Linked DNA regions of Mus musculus: regions 1, 2, 3, 5, 6 and 7 are each linked to region 4. A link is a contact called in public Hi-C and promoter capture Hi-C data. All regions are on one chromosome and are shown on one strand. The core of a region is the stretch at or near the end of the contact, and the rest is flanking DNA. Distances in the headings are between cores, read along the strand shown. Region 1 holds the start of Acss2 (acyl-CoA synthetase short-chain family member 2). Region 2 holds the start of Lbp (lipopolysaccharide binding protein). Region 3 holds the start of Cep250 (centrosomal protein 250). Region 4 holds the start of Samhd1 (SAM domain and HD domain, 1). Region 5 holds the start of Map1lc3a (microtubule-associated protein 1 light chain 3 alpha). Region 6 holds the start of Trp53inp2 (transformation related protein 53 inducible nuclear protein 2). Region 7 holds the start of Spag4 (sperm associated antigen 4).

Region 1 (2,779 bases), core at 120-2,619, 1.6 Mb before region 4:
GAGACCCTTGTCTATTCTACAAGGTCTGTATGTGCTTAGTGAGCCTTAAAACCTCCCCTCAGGATTGGGTTGGCTCTGGATCATATGTCTGAGCATGTGTTTTTCAGTTTAGGGTGGGCTAAGCATATGGTCAGTTGGACAAAGATCAGTGTAGCAGGTGAGTTGATGGGTCACAAGCCCTAAGTAGACATTAAATGGCAGGAGCTGGCTGCTTCAGACCTCAGATTCACTCTTGTAGCTAAATAATTAAAGATCCTTGTTTTGACAGTCTGAATTGTAAGATGAGGTAGTCCTTGGTGATAACTGTAGGAAGGAAGTGGAGGGTGTCCTGCTCGGCTTCCTTTTGGGTGAAGAGGATAGAGGGACGCCAGAGGGAAGTAAACTCAATTTGTGGCAGATAGGTGTGTACTTAGGTGAATTAAAGAATGTAATTTTTCCTCTTTATACTTGTATTATTTTATATTGCATAGACCTTGTATTTTAAGATCTGGCTTTCTGTTTATGTTAGTAAAAACAAACAATACAAGAACTCAGATCTGACCATAACTTGATCTTTATCTGCTCCCCGACTTTGTGACATTTCCCTTCCTTTTCTGAATTTACCTTTAGTGCTAAGAGAATTTGTGCGTTTGGAGCCAATATCTGAAGGATCCTCCTCGTCTTCACTTAAGAGTCTTGTACTTTACATCAGGATGGAGATTTATGGAGGCAAAAAGAATGACATGTCCTAAGAGGTGGGAGAGAATCAGAACGAGTTAGCAGGAAGGTTCATATTGGGGATCTGTGCCCTCAAGGTCGCGGAGGAATTTTTCCATGGGAACGGAATAGGGGTGCTGTTCGGTGGGAGACTGTGGAGTGTCACCCAGAAGGAACTGTACTGCACTTGGCTATCCAACTCTGGAGTGACAGGATCACGCAATCAGACCACGGTAATTGCACAACGGATGACACAATGCCTCTTATTAGCCAGCCTTTCATGTCTCAAGCTGCGCGGCGCCGTAACCCAACCCTTGTCACTCCAAGACCCTAACTTGGTCACTCCACAGCCTTGCCTCCTCTCGTGTCACATCCAGCCGGGCTACACCCCATCACTCCACGGGCCCGCCTCCTCGCCTGTCACCTCTGGCCCCGCCCCTCCACTGTCATTCCAAGGCCCCACCCCTCTCCTGTCATTCCCTGACCATTCCTTCTGCTTTCACTACGGCTCCACCCCTTCCGGCAAGACAGCTCCGCCCTTACCCCTTGTCTTCAGCGGTTTTTGCTGACCCCGCCCCTTCACGCACGGCCCTACCCACTATTGGATGCCTAGAGCACGGCCTCTAGCCTCAGGCTCCGCCCTCACCCGAGGCCCCGCCTCTAGGGTCGACCTGTTTTCCCCGCCCCGGCACCCGCAGCGACCGCAACGGCGGACAAGGTGTTCGGAACTTGATGCGATGGGGCTTCCCGAGGAGCGGCGCAAGAGCGGCAGTGGAAGCCGGGCTCGTGAGGAGACCGGCGCCGAGGGCCGGGTGCGGGGTTGGTCCCCGCCGCCGGAGGTCAGACGCTCGGCGCACGTCCCCTCTCTGCAGCGCTACCGCGAGCTGCACCGGCGTTCTGTGGAGGAGCCACGGGGTGAGGCTGGGCCCGAGCGACTCTTGGGGGCGCCAGTGAGCAGAGGAGCGGGAGTCCGAGGGAGATTTACCGAGCTCCGTTAGAAAGGGAGGAGATGGAGGGTCCCTGAGGGACATGGAAAAGGGATTCGAAAGAGATGGCGTTCTGTGAGAAGAAGGAGGCATCTGTGAGGCGAGACTTCCTAGAAGTTGGGGCACTCTCTGGCGACTTGGCAGTTTTGGGAGATGCGAGTTTTCACGAGGAGATGCGGGTTCCGTGAGAAGAAGCGGGGATCGGTGAGGAGAAAGTTCCCTGAGAGAGCCCTCGAGGTGAAAGGAAGGGCTCCAAGGAGCAAGGGTGAACCTTGAGGGAAGGAGAGCCCTGAAGAGAATCACCTTTGCCTCCAATTCAACCATGCCTCCCTCAGACCTTTAACGAATGCACCCATCTCGTTTTGCTCAGCGTCAGTGCAAGTCTGTTTCCCATCTAGGAGTCCTGCCTCTGTGTAAAATGACAGCAATCCCAATACACAACTGTACGAGTTGTCAGTATGCCGATGCTTTGGTTGTTTTGATGGTATAGTGAACAAAACAAGACGGAGTGAGGTTTACCACCAAGCCTGTTTGTTTTGTTTTGTTTTGTTTTGTTTTGTTTTGTTTTTTTGCTTAAAAAAACCAAAATTGGATCTAAATTCTAGTAACTCAGAGTCTGAGAGACAATTCTATGCCTTGACACGTTCTTAAGTGTCAGGACAGTTTAGGGTGCAAAACCACGATCTGGCCAGGCCTTTAATCCCGTGCACTGGGGAGGCAGAGGCAGGTCTTTGTAAGTTCAAGGCCAGCCTGCTCTACGTAGGTAGTTCCAGAACAGCCACGGCTCCATAGTGAGACTCTGGCCTACCACCACGTCCTGGCTGAGAGGGAGCATGATATTTGGTAGTAAGGTAAACACAAGCCACAAATCCTGCCCGAAAAATACATACATAGCTTTGCTTGCAGTCTTAGGCAGATTTAAAAACTTATATTGAATGTATTCATCTCTAAGATAGGAAAGCTAACACTAGATTCATAAATTAAAAAGTCCAAAGTGGGTAATAAAAGGGTCCATTATCGAATAGTTGATACCCAGCAGACATTAAATAAGTAATGATTTAAATGTTTAAGAACAATGTGGATGAGGCAGATACTGA
Region 2 (2,734 bases), core at 28-2,527, 1.2 Mb after region 4:
GATAGTCCAGGGAGCTCTAACCCTCAAAGCTTCAACATGTTCAACACAAAGAGGTTTCACAGGGAGAGAACAGACTAGACTGTGGGCAGGAAGGCTACCCATTTCTCGCAGTTTTCATGGCCCTGGGTGTGAGTCACTTTTATTTTCCTCTTACTTTCTGGCTGTGGAGCGCTTCAGTTTGGCCTCACATGCATGGGTGCTTTGTTCATGCCTTAGTATTATTCCACAGAGCCTCTGCCTCCTGCGTGCATTAGCTTTACATGCTTAGGGCTTTTCCGTGTCAACCCTCGGGGCAGTTCAGGGGAGTTGTGTTAGTTTATACTCAGGAGGAAAGGCTAAAGAGGACAGGCACTGCATGCTCTGGTGTAGTGCGAGGGTCCCTGAGGCTCTCTATTCTGTAAACCTTAGAGTGCTTATCGGGCAACATCTTTATCATAAGCTGCATTTAGAATCCTGGCACTGGGAAAGTAGAAAGGGCTTGAAGAGGATCAAGAGTTCAAGACCAACCTGGGCTACATAGGAAGACCCCCCTCCCCCATCTCAAAAAAAAAAAAAGAGAGAGAGAGAGAGAGAGGAAGGAAGGAAGGAAGAGAGAGAGAGAGAAAGAAAAGAGAAACAGAAGAATTTTCTAGAATGCAGGGAAACGGGGCACACGTGATCCTCACAAAAGGTAAAAGAGAAAGCAGAATTGGAAGGGTGACACGGCCAAGCCCAACTCTCAGAAGACAGGCACCGTCCCTCTCCCCTGCCGCCTTAGCCGGTGCTCACTCCTCTGCCCGGGTCATGCAGCGCAAGGCAGCTGACACATTAGAACTCGGACTGTTATGTACAGCAAGTTCCAGCTAGGGTCATGGGGCATCAGGATGTTCTGAGAGCTTTCGGGTGGTGTTTGGTTTGGCGTGGTGCTGGAAAGATATGCCAAGCTGCTGTTCAGACAGCTATCCCATTGCAAGGTTGGGAGGAGAAGTCCCTATTTAAACAAACAGTTAAAAGAACGGAGAGCAGGGGAAGACAATCCTACTTTTCCTTCCTGCTTTCATGGGCTGGGCTGTGACCCTGAGTGAACCTCAAATTCCTGTCTGTGACACCAGGCCTTCCTAGCAGAGAGTCAAGAAGGTTGGCAGAGGCAATGCAGAACCTCCAGAGAGTGTGGGGTTTCCCCCTTCTCCATGCAGGGGAGAATGGGAGTGGCTTATCCCCTTGGCACCAGGCCTGCCCTCCTAACCTGTGCAGTGATCACAACAATGACCCTCCCCCACCCCCCACCTCCCACCCCTGTGGTGTCGCAAGAGGGTTCCAGTCAGTGGGCCTCTCTTTCCCTGGGCCTCTCTTTCCTGCTCCCAGGAGCCCGCCCTCCCTCAAGAACCGCCCCCTAGCCCTGGGCCTTGACTAGTTAAGAACACCAGAGCCAGCCCACTCTGTCACAGTCCTCACTCCCCCACGGAGCATCCAGGATGAAGGCTGGGACTGGACCTCTGCTCTCTACATTGCTGGGGCTGCTGTTCCTGTCCATACAGGGAACTGGCGGTGTCAACCCCGGTGTGGTGGCCAGGATCACCGACAAGGGCCTGGCCTACGGTAAGAAGCCATAATATAGGCTGGCCAAGGAGGCGGGACACCAGGCACAGCCTGGATGTGAAGGGCATTGTCCCTCTGGTAGGGAGTCTGCTATACGGGTATGTGGCAATAGCTGCCATCTGGCTGGTCACTCTCCAGATATGTGACCTCAGCCCATAGCTTGTATTTTGAGGGCTGGGGGGAAGGTTTGGGGTCCAGCAGCTGAAGCAGGAGGTAAGAGAGATAAGCAGGTAGCAGTGGGCAGATAGGCTGGGAAGAGAAGGCAGACAGCCGAGGTAAACAGCCCCACACAGCAGCTGGAACCAGTTCTTTGGAAGAGTCTTGGTGGAATTTGAAACCATCACCTAAAACCACAAATCCTAAGTGAAGGCAGTTAGAGACTGGGAGGGCCAAGCAAGGCTACGGACGGGGATGGGATGTGCCCCCTTGGCATCTGAGTGGCAGTCATGTGACTTACCAAACATTAAAACTTATTGATCAGTGATTGCTTCAAGGTGAGCACTCCTTAGGTACCTTTATGCATGTCACTCCCAACTTCCCTCCCTCCCTCCTTCCTTCCTTCCTTCCTTCCTTCCTCCCTTCCTTTTTAAATGTTCATGTATTGCTGTCCTGGGAATTGCACATGCTAGGCAGGTACTTCATCACAGAGCTATGGCCGCAGCTGCACCTTCTCTTTTTTGTTTTTGAATTTTGGACAGCAACTCCCTAACTTACCCAGGCTAGCTTTGAACTCACACTATAGGTAAGGCAGGTCTTGAACTTGTGATTCTCCTGCCTCAGCCTCCTAAAGTAGCCTGGGTTCCATTTCTGCAACACCAGGCTTGATCCAACTTGACAAACTAAGAAAAGGTATTTAACAAGCTACTGAGAGTGACACAGAATTATCGTGTCCAAGGGGTGAGGGAGCTGGGATGTTTGTACAGCCCAGACCTATCACTTCGGTAGAGCCTCCATTGCCTAATCTAATGGAGGTCATAACACTGCTTCAGTTGAGTAGGGATAGTGGGATCTAAAACAGGCTATGGACAGAAGGGAAAATCAGGGAGGGCTTCCAGGGGGAGGCAAAGTAGAACCAGCAATAAGAACTAGCCAGGGACAAAGGGTGTCGTTCCATCAGAGGGATCCTGCCATATACACCCTAAAGAGGAGGTCTCAT
Region 3 (2,928 bases), core at 13-2,512, 1.2 Mb before region 4:
GGCCTGGAGAGATGGCTCAGGGGTTATATAGCAGTGACTGCTTTTCCAGAGGTCCTGAGTTCAATTCTCAGCAACCTCATGGTGCTCACAACCATCTGTAATGGGATCGGACGCCCTCTTCTGGTGTGTCTGAAGACAGCTACAGTGTACTAATATAAATGAATAAAAAATTCACACACACACAAAAGAAAGAAAGAAAGAAAGAAAGAAAGAAAGAAAGAAAGAAAGAAAGAAAGAAAGAAAGAAAGAAAGAAAGAAGGGAGGGAGGGAGGGAGGAAGAAAGAAAGGAGGGAGGGAGGGAGGAAGAAAGAAAGAAAGAAGGGGAAGAAGGAAGGGAGGGAGGGAGGGAGGGAGGGAGGGAGGGAGGGAGGGAGGAAGGAAGGAAGGAAGGAAGGAAGGAAGAAAGAAAGAAAGAAAGAAAGAAAGAAAGAAAGAAAGAAAGAAAGAAAGAAAGAGAGAAAGAGAGAAAGAGAGAAAGAGAGAAAGAGAGAAAGAGAGAAAGAGAAAGAAAAGCCGGGCAGTGGTGGCGCACGCCTTTAATCCCAGCACTTGGGAGGCAGAGGCGGGCGGATCTCTGAGTTTGAGGCCAGCCTGGTCTACAGAGTGAGTTCCAGGACAGCCAGGGCTACACAGAGAAACCCTGACTCGAAAAACCAAAATAAATAAATAAATAAATGAAAAAAATCAATGCTAAGAAAATGCGTCAATAATGATTGTACAATATATTATCAAAATAACTCCCCGTTCCTAGCGGAACGCAGTCAAGTAGCGGTAGTCATAACCGGACAAAGTAGCCAACGACACAGTTGTTTGCGAATGTTCTGTTTCCTGGGGCTGCGTGGAGGATCAGTAAAGATCTAAAGCTGAGACATTCGTTTGCCCAGATTTAACTGGAGCTAGGTGCTTTCACCCAGTTACTGTACTTGGCTTTGTTGGTGAGACAGTGCGCAGGTGCACCGAGACCTTGGCTACACGCATGCGCAGTACTTAACTCTGAAGCCACAGGCGGGAGCTTACGGGCGAGTGTTTCTTCTCCACCTCAGAACGTTCAGTGCTAGAATTCAGAGACGGTGACTGTCTTTACTTTTGGAGAGCGACCTTGGTCTCACTATATCCCCCCCTTTCCTTTTGGGCTTCTCTAGTAAGTTGGCTGCCAGTACTTAATATGGCGAGAGGTTTGCAGCGGCGCACTCATTCCCGGCGCTCGGCTGGACTGGGCTGGGCGGTTCCCCACGAAAGGGCGGGAGTTTGACGGGCGGGGCCTGGCCTCCAGACTGAGGGCGGCCCCAGGCCGGGCCTGCAGGTTGCTGCAGCGGCCTCGGTAGCTGCGGAGCGCTTCGGGATCCCCGGGAACCGACTCTGGTGAGGTGGGCAGGGGCAGGCGGGAGGCGCTGAGCGTAACGGTCCGAGGTCCAGGGCCTGGGCGCCCGCGGGGATGTCGCCTGGACAGCGGCTTCCTGTATCCCGGGAGGCACCCCGGGCCCAGAGAGGGGCTGGGACCTGTCCCAGTGGTCGGGGCCTGCCTGCCTCAGTTTCCTGCTGCAGCCGCCGCCCAGAGAACCTCACACTCGGGTGGCCCACTGTCGTAGCCCGGAGCTGACGGGATGAGATGCTGCGCGCCCTGCGGATCACGCTCCGTGCACCCGGGAGTTTTGCAGCGCCCTGTGCTCATACGGCTTTGCATGTGATCTTCCCCTGAAAGTCCGCTCTCAGCCCACTGCCCCATTATCAGAACTTTGATTTTTCAGAACTCAAAGATCACTTCTTTAAAAATCTTTCTTGAGGCCTGCTCCAGGCTCAACTGATCAGATTCTTGCCTTTTGCGAACTTTGCCCAAGTCAGTGTTCTGCCACTCTTTCTTGTTCTGGGCTTGTTAGAAATCATGTCCTTTTTTTTCAACTCTTATGCCCTATGATGACTACTAGTAACTAAAAAAAAGTTACTGAATAGTCGAAAGATGACAGCTCTATTAAATGCATTACCTACAAAGGCCCCTTTAATCCATGCAGCGATCTATGGTGTGCGTTCTGTATATTCACGTTTTATGCACGAAGAAACAAGCACTTATAAATCAAGTTTCACAATGAGCTAGAACCCCCTACGAATATTATGACTTAACTAGATTGCCTTTAGTTTGCTGTTTATACGTTAGCCTGTAAGATATGGAGGTCAGGGTTGCAACTCACGTTTCAATAAAAGGGCTGCTTTTTTTTTTAACCCAGCGTCTTATGCAGCCAGTCAGTGTTGAGATTTCAGGCCTGTGAGTCTAGGCTGGGCCCTGAGAAAGCTTATGAAGTAGGATTGATAATATTACCAAATCGATAGTTTTCTTAACAAAAATCAAGGCCAGCTCTGCACTGTCTTACTGGTACATCTACACCCTGTGCTGCAGGAACATATTGTCACATTTTGCTCAAATTACCTCAGAAAGCTTCAGGTGTGGATGTCATTAATTCATTCCCCTTAGGAAATGCTCTGCAGTGCTGTGAGTTTTATATTTTTTGATTTTGGCAGCTAATGAAATGAGAATAGAATTTGGAATTGAATTAGACTTTGATTTCCGCTTTGCTACTAACCAGTTGCGCCTGGTGGACACGTGAAGGCTATAGAGGACGTTGTGGAGATGTCTTTAGCCTTCGTGTGGGTTAGAATCATTAGGCCAACTCCTTACCTGTGGAACCATGCTCCCATGTAAAAAATATTTAGTTTTAAGCCGGGTGTGGTGGCGCACGCCTTTAATCCCAGCACTTGGGAGGCAGAGGCAGGCGGATCTCTGAGTTTGAGGCCAGCCTGGTCTACAAAGTGAGTTCCAGGACAGCCAGGGCTACACGGAGAAACCCTGTCTCGAAAAACAACAAACAAACAAACAAAAAACAACAACAAAATTTTGTTTTAATTATGTGTATGGGGGCAGCAGAGTGGATACAA
Region 4 (2,811 bases), core at 119-2,618:
GGAGTCAGAGGCAGGTGGATCTCTGAGTTCGAGGCTAGGCTGGTCTATAGAGACTACATAAGACAGGCCCTGTCTTACCCCACCCCCACCCCCAAAGTTACTCTTCTGTAGAGGGAGAGAAAAAGAGAAACGTGAGTTCCTATTTTTAAGCTTTCTTTCTTTTTTTTTTTTCCCCCAGAGCTGAGGACCGCACCCAGGGCCTTGCGCTTGCTAAGCACTCTACCACTGAGCTAAATCCGCAACCCCTTTTAAAGCTTTCTTAAAGTCAGTCCTTCAGTTAGGCACAAGGGGCTCCACCCCACAAGAAGTAAAGTTCACTGAATTTGAAAATCATAACCACGGAGGGGCCACTTTCCAAGCGAACACCTCCGGGGATCGATCATGCAAGGGGTTAAGCTTCACAGCCACCAACCAAGAAAAAAAAAAAAAAAAAAAAAAAAAAAAGTTGAGCAGATTCAAAGTGTTGACGGGAGCAAGACCAAGAACCAGAAGCATCCCTTAAAATTCTTAAAATTCTTGAGTGGCCAAGTTGTGGAATGTTGGGGTTTCAGTGAATAACTTGCTCTTATGTTGGAAGAGAAATTCCCTTAGTAGCACTCTGCAAATACAATGAGCACATACTGAACCCTACTAGGCTATTATGATAGTCAGTGAGAATCCAGAGATTAAGCACCTTCCCTCCCCTTTAAGGAAAACCCCAAATTCCGGGACCAGCTTCAGAGTTAAACTTAAAAGCGCTCAAAATCTCTCATGGGGCCAAGTGTTCCGGGAGCTGCGGTTAGCACAAAAGGGTCTCCCAAGCCAGGTGAGCCTGAAAGACCGCAAGCCACAGCCGGAGGTCTGGGGTAAAATCTTCTAAGAAGGGCGGGGATCGCTCCTGGCAGAAGTGACAAGTTCCCGAAAAGACCCTTCTACCAAACCTCCCTGGGCCTCTACTAGGTTCGCCGCCCAGAGTGAACCGATGGGCTTGCACTTCACCTGTGCCCACCTCGGGTAGCCCGTGTGTTCGCATCCCGACAGGGCGCCTCCTTCTCCAGCGGCGGGTTCCCGCCAGCCGCTTCCCCCAGAGACCTCCCCCTTAGGATGCCTCCCATGTGGACTCTCCCTGCTCGGCCCCACGGTGGCCATCCTTCGTCCCTCAGGCCCGCTACCTCTGAAGATGTCCAGCACTTTCTTCTCTCGGAAACCACGATTCTCTAAGAAGGAGCACACGTCCTCCGGTTCCCAGGTTCGGAGGTCGGTGTTTTGGAAGTCGTCGTCTGCAGACAGATTAGCTGTTGCAGGAGGAGTGCTCGGTGGCGTCCTTGGGCTGCCATCGCAGCGGGGTCGCTTAGCTGGCTGCTCCAAGGGTGCGCTCTGCATGGCTACCTCCGACACCCGGGGCTGCGAAGTTAAGTACCGCGGCACCGGCTCGCGCGCAGCCGCACTGACACCACACCCCAAAAGTGAGTCCATTCAGTTTTGCCAGCCTCCAGGCCTACTGCGCAGGCGCCCCGGACATCAGCCCTGGGAGCGTGGCCTCCCCGGGGCGCTCGCGCCCGGCCCATTGCGCAAGCGCAATGCCTACGCGATCGCCCTCAACTCCGCCCTTGTGTTTCTCCGAAAGGGTGGTGTTATTAGAAAAGCAAAACTGAGTTGTGGTTAAGAGTGGAGACTTTAGTGAGGACAAGGCCAAAGAGGGCATCTGGGGCTAAGGAAGGTTCACCACGCTCCAGATTAAAAAGGTCTTCTGGTGAACTGCAGGTATCTTCCTGAAACAAATACGTTTTGCCAGGTTTCAAACACCCCAAGCTGTAAACTTGTTAAAATAAAATTAAAAACAAAAAACAAAAAAACCCTATAAGGCAACAAAGCTGCCACTCCTATCCCAGAGCAGAAAACAAGGGACTGGCCCAACTGGAAAACCCTGAAGTGATTGCCAGCTGGTTGTCGGACTGTCCTGTTAGATTCCACATTCACAGTTAGTTGGCAGCAGACCGCCCTATTATTTCCAAATAGACAGTATTTTTACTAATTACTAGTCAGTGTCCAAATAGCAGGCTTTCTTTTTTTTTTTTTTTTTTTTTTTTTTTTTTGGCGTTAAGCCATTTTGGGACAGACCCCAAACTTCCCCATAAATCTTTATCCACCCATTACTAGTACAACGACCACTAATTTACGACACCTCTTCAGAAACCAAGACACATACACATCTAGGTATTTTAACGTCAGGCAGTACAAATGAGATGTTTAGTGGTGAGCCCGACAGCTGTAAGTGATGCTTAGGCATAAAATACAAGCTTGAGAGCCGGGTGTGGTGGCGCACGCCTTTAATCCCAGCATTTGGGAGGCAGAGGCAGGCTGATTTCTGAGTTTGAGGCTAGCCTGGTCTACAAAGTGAGTTCCAGGACAGCCAGGGCTACACAGTGAATCCCTGTCTCGAAAAAACAAAACCAAAAACAAAACAAGCTCGAGGCCCGATGTTCATTACCCAGCAACAAACAAACAACAGACAAACTAGAAATCGGATGAACCAAAATATTCTTAGCAAACAGTGCTGATGTGATCAGGGCCCTGTTCTAAAGGCTTTACAAACATTCATTTAACGAATTTCAGATGTAGGAAAGTGAAGTATAAAAGCTGGGAGAGAGGGCTGGAGAGATGGCTCAGTGGTTAAGAGCACTGACAGTCCTTCCAAAGGTCATGAGTTCAATTCCCAGCAACCATATGGTGGCTCACAATCATCTGTAATTGGATCCTATGCCCTCTTGTGTTGTGTCAAGGACAGTATGGTCATATACATAAAATAAATAAATAAATCTTAAAAAAAAA
Region 5 (2,958 bases), core at 344-2,843, 1.9 Mb before region 4:
CACTTGCTGAAAGGGAAGCCAGAACATTGCAGAAACCTCAAAACAAAGGCTAATCCTTGCACTAACAGATTTTCTTGTAGGGGAAGGTGTCTAAGGTTAGTGAAGGCACTAAATAGGACTTAAGGTCATAATTTAGGGAAGTAATCCTACCGCCCCACCCTAATTTGGGGCTGCCACATACCAGGCATTGAGCTGCCTGGAGAAGGTAGAGATGGGATATAAGGCCTGGTTGAATCCCTTTGTAGGTGGAGCCTCTAGGATCTAACATATTCCGAAAATTGAACCCACATCCTCATGCTTGCGGGCAAGCACCCTACCTGACCAAGCAGACAATAATATCTTTCCAAACAAATCCAGCTCCCTAAGACATTTAAAAAGCAAAACAAAACCCAAAACACAAGGTCTCACTATCTAGACCAGGCTGGCCTTGAACTCAAGAGACCATCCCGTCTCTGCCCACAGAGCTGGGGTTAAGGAGGCACCGCCACCCAGCCTCTTTAAGGCAATCTCAGCTGAATTCTTGTTACCTTAGCAGCTTGTTTTTGTACCAATCACTACCATTTCTGTCCATAAGCAGTTGTTTAGAATTACTCAAGCGTGCATCTGTTAACTTGGTTCCCATCAAATTTCTTCCCTTTGAGCTGTATGTTTCTGAAGTACAAACTAACTTTTTTTTTCAAACAATGGTCCTTTGTAAATTCTTTTGTTTTATCTTTTTTCTTCCTTACTTCAACTCTAGCCCATCCTCCTGCCTCAAACTCCCATAGAGCTAGGACTACAAATGAGAGCCAGCTACATCTGGCATTGATTCTGGCTTTCAATCGATTTTTAAAGTTCTTCAAGGGGCCGCCTCTCCGTGTCCGTCCAGTCCCTCTATCCCCTCCACCTCCCGCAAAACCTGAGATACTGAACTTAAGCCTTCCATCTGCTAGGCAAGTATCCTACCCTGACCCTCGGTAACATTCCCAGACCATACTTCTTTCTATCCTACCAAGGGGCTCTACCTGTAAAATCTGACTTCGCGTGTTGTCAGTTCCGAATGTTCTCCATCTCATGGTTAACCACTTCTGATATAGCCCCCCCATTCAGCGATTCTCTCCTGCTTTATCTAAACCACCTATTAACCAACCTCACTCTGGAAATCTATGCTTTCTATGGTTGTTCCAGAATTCTTTGAAAGCCTGGGTGGGGGGTCTGGAGCAATGGTTCGACAATTAAGAGCCCTTGCTATTATTTCAGAGGACCTAAGCTTGATTCCCAGCAGTGCGATTAACTCCAGCCTAAGGAAATCCGATGCTATGTTCTGCATCCGCGGGCATACACTTACAGACACATTAAAAATTTTAAAACTCTGGGTGTTCCATCCTCTCCCCGCTCCACCTTCCTTCTCGAATGCTAAACTCGATGAAGGTGCGGTGAACTACTCCGCAGCGTCGAGAGACTGGATGGAGGCGACAAATGCCTGGCTTCTGAGTCTGTGGCGCCAAAGAGAGGAGCTTGCCATCGTGACGTCACAGAACTGTGACGCGCCCTGGAGCTCCGCCTCCTTACGACCTGCGCCGGGAATCCGGGCTGTCTGCGCCGTGGCGTCACAGGTCCAGGCAGGCGGGTTTTCCGTCGGCCCAATGGGAGCGGCGCGCCGGCCTCCCCTTTAAGGAATGTTGTGACCTGACGTCACCCAGGCGAGTTACCTCCCGCAGCCGCCACCGCCAGGCTCAGCGCGAGCCCCGCAGCCCTTGAGCTCGAGCCCCGGAGCCCCCGGCGCGCCGAACCGCAGACGCATCTCTGAGCCGCGCACCCCGGAGCCCCGGCTGCGCGCCCCGCCGGGCCCGCGCGATGCCCTCCGACCGGCCTTTCAAGCAGCGGCGCAGCTTCGGTGAGGCCCTGGGGGGCGAACTGCCATCGGGGATCGAGGGATGGGGGTGCCAGTCGACCCCGATTGCCGCAGGTGACGTCAGCCCCATGACGTCAGGCACCGGCCGGCCGGACCCCGGGTGGAGAGGCCGCAAGGCCTGGCAGGGTCGCCCGCCTCCCTACCGCGTCCCCCCGGTGGAGGGCTGCGGGGCCGACGGCCCCGGGGGCGGGCGCTGGGGCGGGGCGGGCCGGGAGCCGCCCCTCGGGGATCAGCGAGGCGGAGTCGCGGGAGGCCTCAGCACCGCTGGGCCTCACACAGAGCTCTGTCCGCAGCCGACCGCTGTAAGGAGGTGCAGCAGATCCGCGACCAGCACCCCAGTAAGATCCCGGTGAGTCTCTAGCACCCCCCAGCCACGCCCTGCCCTGCCAGGTCCCGCCCTTGGCTTACGAGTCCCCCGCCCACTCCACTCCAGGTGATCATCGAGCGCTACAAGGGTGAGAAGCAGCTGCCTGTCCTGGATAAGACCAAGTTTCTGGTCCCAGACCATGTTAACATGAGCGAGTTGGTCAAGATCATCCGGTGCGTGGGCAGCCTCCTACAGGCCTTGGGTGGGGCAGGGTCAGGTTCCACAAGAAGGGATGGAGTGGGGCGAGGGGACTGATTTGGGACACCGGGCCCCTGTTCTAGGAGGCTGGAAAAGACCAAGGTCGGGGTTGGGACGAGCTTCAGTAGAGGTGAGAGCCTCTGGCTGAGATGGACCGAAAGTGAAGGTTCAGTAACATTTTGGGAGGGTCACCTAGGCCTCCAGCAGGCAGCCTCCTCACCTGGCATGCCTGCCTGCCTCCACAGGCGCCGCCTGCAACTCAACCCCACGCAGGCCTTCTTCCTGCTGGTCAACCAGCACAGCATGGTGAGCGTCTCCACACCCATCGCTGACATCTATGAACAGGAGAAGGATGAAGACGGATTCCTCTACATGGTCTACGCCTCCCAAGAAACCTTCGGCTTCTGAGTCAAGAGGAGGGGAGGGGGGTGGCTGGGAGTTCTGGTCAGGTTCTCCCCAGGGAGGTCCTGGCTCCTAAACTAAGCTATTTCAGTCCCCA
Region 6 (2,770 bases), core at 152-2,651, 1.8 Mb before region 4:
CTCATCTCCCAACTCTGTTCCAGAGACCCAGACGCTCTAGCCATGGAAATCCCCTAAGTATTTCACAGGCCATTGCAAGAGCTGGGGCCTGGAGCACAAACCTGGCAGAGTCTTGGAGGATGACGGGTCTGGAAAACCCTGTCAGTTCTAAATGTGAATATCCATGGCAGCGTGACAGATAAACTAAGGCCCAGAATAGTAAGGATTTAACTTGAAATCACACAGGTTGAGACACAGGACTGGAAGCCAGGTTTCCCTTTAGAACCCTGGAGTTCAGTCCCTCTGGTGTAGGGTGTGATCAGAGTCAAGGCTAGTACCTGTGAGTTAAACTCCTGGCTCTGCCAAGGACTATTCCTTAATTACCTCGGAAAGTTGCTTAGATTCTCCTGGTCTGTTTCTTTAACTGTAAAAGGAGGATGCTACCTACCTTTTGGGTTTATTGTAAAGATTAAAAGGCAGCACAGTGCTTGGCATATGGTAAGTGTTCAGTGTCAGCTGGCAGTCTGGAAGAAGCAACCGTAGGTGCCCCTTCTTCTTTCCCTCCCCTCCCTCGGAGTCTCCTGTAGCTCAAGCTGCCTTTCAAACTCTTGAACCCATTTCTATCTACCAAGTGGTGAGATGAAAGGCAGGTACATGTAATCTCAGTTTCTCCACATGTAAATCAGGACTAACAATCCCTGCCCTGTCTGTCACTCTTTCCCCCCTGACCTGTTCCGGTAGCAACGTGGACTAAATAAGGTATGTAAACGTTCTAAGCCGAGCTGTCTCCAGGTCAATGTTTATTCAGCTTAGAGCAATTTCTTTCCAAGTCCTACGCTGGCCAGATTTCCTGTCAGCCCCATCAATTCTCTAACACTCGCAGGTGCTCCTTTGTAACCGCGGAAGGGGCAAGGTCCGCTCAAGCCCACCGTAAAAAGGAGCGGGGAAAACAAAAAACATAGAGGAGGGAGAGCAGGCAAGTAGGGCAGTGTAGAGAAGTGGGGTAAAAGGACAAGGAGGGTAAAAGGGACTTACAGATGGAGCGCGGCGGGGGTGGGTGGGGTGGGTGTCCTGCACCTAAGATGCAGGAGAAGGGATGTGCGGAGCTCTGGGGCAAGTGAGGGAGCAGGGATGTGTGCGGAAAAAGCAGCGAGGTGGGATTCTTGAGGAAGAATTGGGGGGTCGCTTTCAGTGTGAGGTCTGTGGGTAACTGGGGGCAGGGAATTCGGGCCGTCACCTCCACTCAGACAGAGGCTCCGAGAGCAGCTCCCGGGCTACAGCCACCCGCTGGCAAACCGCGGAGGGGCGGGGAAAGAGCATTCGGCGCCTGTGATTGGCTGCCGTCCCGACGGCCGCTGACGCGAGCGGGCGGGCCCCTTTGTGACGTCACAATCAGCTGTTGAAGCGTTCGGATTTGTGCCCTGAGCCCGGGCGCAGCGGCCGCAGCAGCTCCGGGCGTCCGTTCGGGAGCCCCGCCGTCTCTCGGCCCGTCCCCGGTATGCGGCTCCAGTTGTGAGCACCGGCGACCCGGGGACGCCCGGCCGCACAACTACCTCAGCGCAGCGGTTGCTGCAGCGGCCCCAGGTGAGTCCCGACCTCCGGGCTGGGGGCTCCGGGCACCCCCAGGACACGCCCTGCGCCCCCCTCTCCCGTTCTTTGTCTGTCTCCGCCGGCGGCAGCCGGAGCTGCGTTCTTGGCTCCCTATTGGTTGCTCCAAGCCGGTAGGCCATGACGTTGCTTTATTTGCATATGACATTGAGACGTCACCAAGGCCAGCCCCGCCTTCCAGGCTTGCATGGGTGCTTGTCCTCTGGTGACCCGGTGGGCGCTATGTCGTGCCCAGCCGGCCGAGGGTTGAAGAGACGCTGAAAGACAAGCGGGATCCGAAGGGACTCGGCGGTTTCCTGGGCTAATCTAGGGACTGGGGTCAGGCCTCTCATTTGTTTTTTCCTTGTGACCTGAGAGAGGGTAGGACAGCAAAGCTCGATTTAAGTTGAGAGGGCGGTAAGTAGATGGAGCTTCAGACTCCAGGTCCTGGAGACACTACCAGATGGTAGCGGATCCCCTCTGTCTTCAGGCTCCGCCCCCTAACATAATAACATCCTTCTAATCCCTGACATGTGTGCAGAGCCTGAGTTGATGTCATTTTCAGCCTACAAATATTGAGGGTCTTAAGCCCCACTTCACGGAAGAGGAAACTGAGACTCAGAGAGACGTAGTTTACTGGAGATCTCAGCCAATTAGAATCACACTCACTAAGTGGTAGATTCCTTAGCTGAAGTATAAGCTACATGCTTACATACATCTACTGAGGACCCTATCTTGGGTTCAGCACCAACCACAATTTGATGGGATGCTTCAGTCTTCATGATCCTGGACATTTTCCCAGGAGGTCTCTGAAAATTGGGTCTCTTACAAGGCCCTGACCTCCTCTGCCTTCTTTCTACTTCAAAACCCAATAAATGGCCGTCTCCCAGCTGTTTTGACCACAGAAAGGTGAGTCACTAGTTGCCTGCCTCCAGGTGTCTCCAGGGCAGATGTTGTTGAGAGGGAGTTGGGAGTTCCCTCTGTGGGCCTCCCATCAGAGCTGTCAGCTGGGAGAACCAGACCCTTCCCTGGCATTAGTGATGCAGAGCTTATGCTGTTTCCTGAGGCTGCTTCCAGAGTGACAGAAGGATGTCTCTTACTTTCCAAGTAAGTAGATCTGGAGTCCTTCCCAGGTTGAGGGTCGCTCAAGAATGGCCTGGGCTAGGGTTGGCTTAGGCCTCCAGTGCTATTCTAGGCACAGCCT
Region 7 (3,149 bases), core at 316-2,815, 1.1 Mb before region 4:
TTATTCAAAATGTGGTTCTAGGATAGCAAGATGGCTCAGCAGGTAAAGGCACTTGTTGCCGAGCTTAAAGCTTATTCTCTCTCTGTCTGTCTCTGTCTCTGTCTCTTTCTCTCTCTGTCTCTCTGTCTCTCTGTCCCTCTGTCTCTCTCTCAGCTGGGAGTTGTGGTACATGCCTTTACCTCAGAGCTTGGGAGGTGGGGGAGGCAGGCAGATCTGAGCTCCAGACTGGCTTTGGCTGCATAGTGAGACTCTGTTTTAAAAGTGAATAGGAGGGGCCATAATAAATGTTTTAGTGTGTTGGATGATGCTCTGTTCCTTCCTAATATTTACTGCTTCCCTAAATACTAGGGCACTTACCAGGCTAGACCCGTCTAGGTACTGCAGGATACAGAAGTGAACAAAATCTAGGTGCCATTGTAGCTGGTCATGATGGACATGATGACATGCCCATAGTCTCAGGCTTGGGAGACTGTACCGGGAGTATGGTCCTGACTCGGGACCATCCTGGGTTATATATCCAGTACCAGGCTAGCAAAAGAATCAAAGCAAAACCTCTTGTCTAAATTACATAGGAGATTGGGGCAATGTCATAATCAATAAAATGTGCGGAAGCCCGGGGACCCATGTGCAGATACCCAGCACTGTAGGTAAAAAGCGACAGACCAGAGCTCAGGGGACTGTGATCCCGACTCTGAAGAGAGAGAAACAGCAGAATCCCTAGGACCCGTTGGTTAGCTCTCTAGTCAAACTTGTAAGAGACCGTGACTCAGAACAGAGAGGAGGAGTTGAGATGGCCCAGTGGATAAACCTCACGCTTGCTGCCTAAGCATGAGGACTTGCTTGTAAACCCCGAATCCACATAAACAGAGGGTGCTGTGGTACTTGCCTGTCACTGAAGCTCTGTGGGAGTAGGGACAAGTGGAACCATGGAGTCGTCCCAGCCCTCGTTCAATGGTTCTCAAACTGTGGGTCGGGACCTCCTTTGCAAACCTCTATCTCCAAAAGTTTATTCATAACAGTAGCAAAATTACAGGTTTTCTTTTAAAGACTTATTTATTTTATGTATATGAGTACACAGTTGCTGTCTTCAGACACACCAGAAAAGGGCATCGGATCCCATTACAGATGGTTGTGAGCCACCATGTGGTTGCTGGGAATTGAACTCAGGACCACTGGAAGAGCAGTGAGTGCTCTTAACCGCTGAGCCACCTTTCCAGTCCAACAAAAATATAGTTATGAAATAACAATGAGAATAATTTTATGGTTGGAGGTCACCCAACATGAGGAACTGTATTTAAAGGTCGCAGCATTAGGAAGATTGAGAACCGCTGGGGCCTAGTTGAAAAAACAAAACAAAAAAGTGAGCCCCAGGTTCAGAAAGAGAGAATCTATCTCGAAAGCTAAGGTGGGGAGCAGGAGAAGACAGCAGCAGAGATCAACTTCTGGATGGACACACACACACACACACACACACCCAAACCATGAACAAAAATGTATCAGGAAAGGGGGATGGGCTGCTGGCTCCCAGTGACGTCACGGGCGCTCTGTGACGCGGCTCCTCTGTGACGGTGACAACAGCACAGCAGCGGGAGGGTCGGCCGAGCCGCCGCGGGGCTCACGCAGGGTGCTACCCTGCGGCGCGAGGCAGCTGAGGAAGGGCCGAGGGCTTTGGCTGCGGCGACTTCGGCTTCCCAGAGGGGTAGCCCAGGTCAGGATGCGGCGGAGCCCCCGCTCAGGCTCGGCCGCATCCTCTCATAATCACACACCCAACTTCTACAGCGAGAACAGCAATAGTTCCCACAGCGCGACTTCGGGGGACAGCAATGGGCGCCGGTCCGCTGGGCCGGAGCTCGGGGAGCCCGAGGGCAGAAGGGCCCGGGGCTCGAGCTGTGGTGAGCCCGCCTTAAGCCCAGGAATGCCCGGAGGAGACACATGGGCAGGAAGCTCTCGGCCGAAGCTGGCGCCTCGGAGCCACAATGGGCAGACCGCCTGTGGCGCGGCAACCGTGAGGGGCGGGGCCTCGGGTGCGGGCGGGGTCGAACCCGGGGGCGAGAGGGCGGGGCGGGCTCGGGGGCGGGGCCCGGCGCGGACCTGGGTGCAGAAGCCCCGACCTGGCTCACGAGGGGACGTGCTCGACACGTGTCCCTCGGGGGCGAGCTCGGTGCCATGGCCGGTCCCGGGAGGGGGCGGAGGAAATCCTGTGCCTGGGCATGGCTGAGGAGGTGCCGCAGGGCCGGCGTGAGTGTGACCCTAGTCCGGCCGCACGGGGACTCAGACTGGGGGGCGGTTTCCACTGATTGAGACTCTCCAGCTCCGGGTCTGGGCGTGTGCAGGGAGTGTGACCTGGGGCAAAGGCCTGGACTAAAAGCCTGTTTGAGAGGCTGCCCAGCTGTTTGGCACTAGGGTCAGGAGCCTGCGCCCGGGCCCCGAGGGGAAGAGCGGGCCTGTGGTGCACAAAACCTCAATGGTGCCCTGGGCTCTTGCAGAACCGTCTGGATCTTCTGTAGTTTTGGAGGAACAACTCAACCTTCTCCCGATCCTGGATCTGAGGCAGGAGATGCCTACCCCGAGGGTGTCCAAGAGCTTCCTGAGTACGAGCCAGGCCAGCCCCATCCCCTCTGACCTTGGCACTCAGAACCCCATTTCTGCTGAGTCTGAGTCAGAGAAACCAGCCCAGATGCCCTTTGACCTCTGCTCTCGGACCCCCGCCCCTGTTCCCAGTTCTCCTCCTCGAGCCTGTGCCCTAGTGTCCAGCCTCAGCTCATTTCCCCAAACGACCCTTGCCTCCTGAGCCCCAGACTCTTGTCCTCCGCACCACCCCAGTCCCCACCCCGGCTTCTCTTGAGCCCTTCTGAACCTGCACTACCTCACCTTCATGGATCACCCTCTCTGAGCTGCTTCTCCGGTCTCCGTCCCTAGGCCTCCTCTTTCAGGTGCTGAGCATGGTGTTATCCCTGGCAGTCGATGGGCTGGTCTGTGTGTGCAGGTCAGAGGGAACGGCAGGGCTCAGGGAAGGGCAGCAGGGCTGGCCCCACCCAGGCTAGAGCAGATCCAGATCTGCTTGAGTTCCCAGAAACTGGGCGGGTCTAGGACCCCCACGGTCGAGGCTTGAGTGGTTCAGGGCCTCTAGGCAGCAGCTTCCACTCCTG

Evidence for each region. Promoter capture Hi-C pulls out the DNA fragments that hold promoters and counts their contacts. Hi-C and Micro-C count contacts between places; a contact is called where the count stands out from the background. Capture Hi-C pulls out chosen DNA fragments and counts their contacts.
Region 1: a Hi-C map of muscle stem cells shows a contact between it and region 4, with 6 times the contacts expected there. The contact joins the promoter of Acss2 here to the promoter of Samhd1 in region 4.
Region 2: a promoter capture Hi-C map of hippocampal neurons shows a contact between it and region 4, with 4 times the contacts expected there. The contact joins the promoter of Lbp here to the promoter of Samhd1 in region 4. A contact is called at or near these places in 2 of 39 promoter capture datasets (hippocampal neurons and liver).
Region 3: a promoter capture Hi-C map of the C10 cell line shows a contact between it and region 4, with 2.3 times the contacts expected there. The contact joins the promoter of Cep250 here to the promoter of Samhd1 in region 4. A contact is called at or near these places in 1 of 39 promoter capture datasets (the C10 cell line) and 1 of 9 other capture datasets (adipose tissue).
Region 5: a contact with region 4 is called in a promoter capture Hi-C map of adipose tissue, with 2.7 times the contacts expected there. The contact joins the promoter of Map1lc3a here to the promoter of Samhd1 in region 4. A contact is called at or near these places in 1 of 115 datasets of contacts at active chromatin or transcription factors (microglia) and 2 of 9 other capture datasets (adipose tissue and liver).
Region 6: a contact with region 4 is called in a promoter capture Hi-C map of adipose tissue, with 3 times the contacts expected there. The contact joins the promoter of Trp53inp2 here to the promoter of Samhd1 in region 4. A contact is called at or near these places in 1 of 39 promoter capture datasets (pre-B cells), 1 of 115 datasets of contacts at active chromatin or transcription factors (thymic regulatory T cells) and 2 of 9 other capture datasets (adipose tissue and liver).
Region 7: a contact with region 4 is called in a promoter capture Hi-C map of liver, with 2.3 times the contacts expected there. The contact joins the promoter of Spag4 here to the promoter of Samhd1 in region 4. A contact is called at or near these places in 2 of 39 promoter capture datasets (both in liver).

What each region holds. Positions count from the first base shown.
Region 1 is chr2:155,516,674-155,519,452 of GRCm38.p6, forward strand. Acss2 (acyl-CoA synthetase short-chain family member 2) reads left to right here and starts at 1,370. Exons shown (of 18, transcript NM_019811.3): 1 at 1,370-1,611. The coding sequence starts at 1,434.
Region 2 is chr2:158,305,216-158,307,949 of GRCm38.p6, forward strand. It overlaps Lbp (lipopolysaccharide binding protein), which reads left to right and starts at 1,278. Exons shown (of 15, transcript NM_008489.2): 1 at 1,278-1,578. The coding sequence starts at 1,455.
Region 3 is chr2:155,955,296-155,958,223 of GRCm38.p6, forward strand. Cep250 (centrosomal protein 250) reads left to right here and starts at 1,263. Exons shown (of 33, transcript NM_001130000.1): 1 at 1,263-1,362.
Region 4 is chr2:157,133,728-157,136,538 of GRCm38.p6, forward strand. It overlaps Samhd1 (SAM domain and HD domain, 1), which reads right to left and starts at 1,369. Exons shown (of 16, transcript NM_018851.4): 1 at 1,152-1,369. The coding sequence starts at 1,362.
Region 5 is chr2:155,274,771-155,277,728 of GRCm38.p6, forward strand. It overlaps Map1lc3a (microtubule-associated protein 1 light chain 3 alpha), which reads left to right and starts at 1,594. Exons shown (of 4, transcript NM_025735.3): 1 at 1,594-1,876; 2 at 2,188-2,243; 3 at 2,328-2,434; 4 at 2,705-2,958. The coding sequence starts at 1,837. The coding sequence ends at 2,867.
Region 6 is chr2:155,380,455-155,383,224 of GRCm38.p6, forward strand. Trp53inp2 (transformation related protein 53 inducible nuclear protein 2) reads left to right here and starts at 1,402. Exons shown (of 4, transcript NM_178111.3): 1 at 1,402-1,563.
Region 7 is chr2:156,063,648-156,066,796 of GRCm38.p6, forward strand. It overlaps Spag4 (sperm associated antigen 4), which reads left to right and starts at 1,566. Exons shown (of 12, transcript NM_139151.4): 1 at 1,566-2,024; 2 at 2,487-2,591; 3 at 2,920-2,986. The coding sequence starts at 1,715. It overlaps Gm39970 (a long non-coding RNA gene), which reads right to left and starts at 967. Exons shown (of 3, transcript XR_866890.1): 1 at 358-967.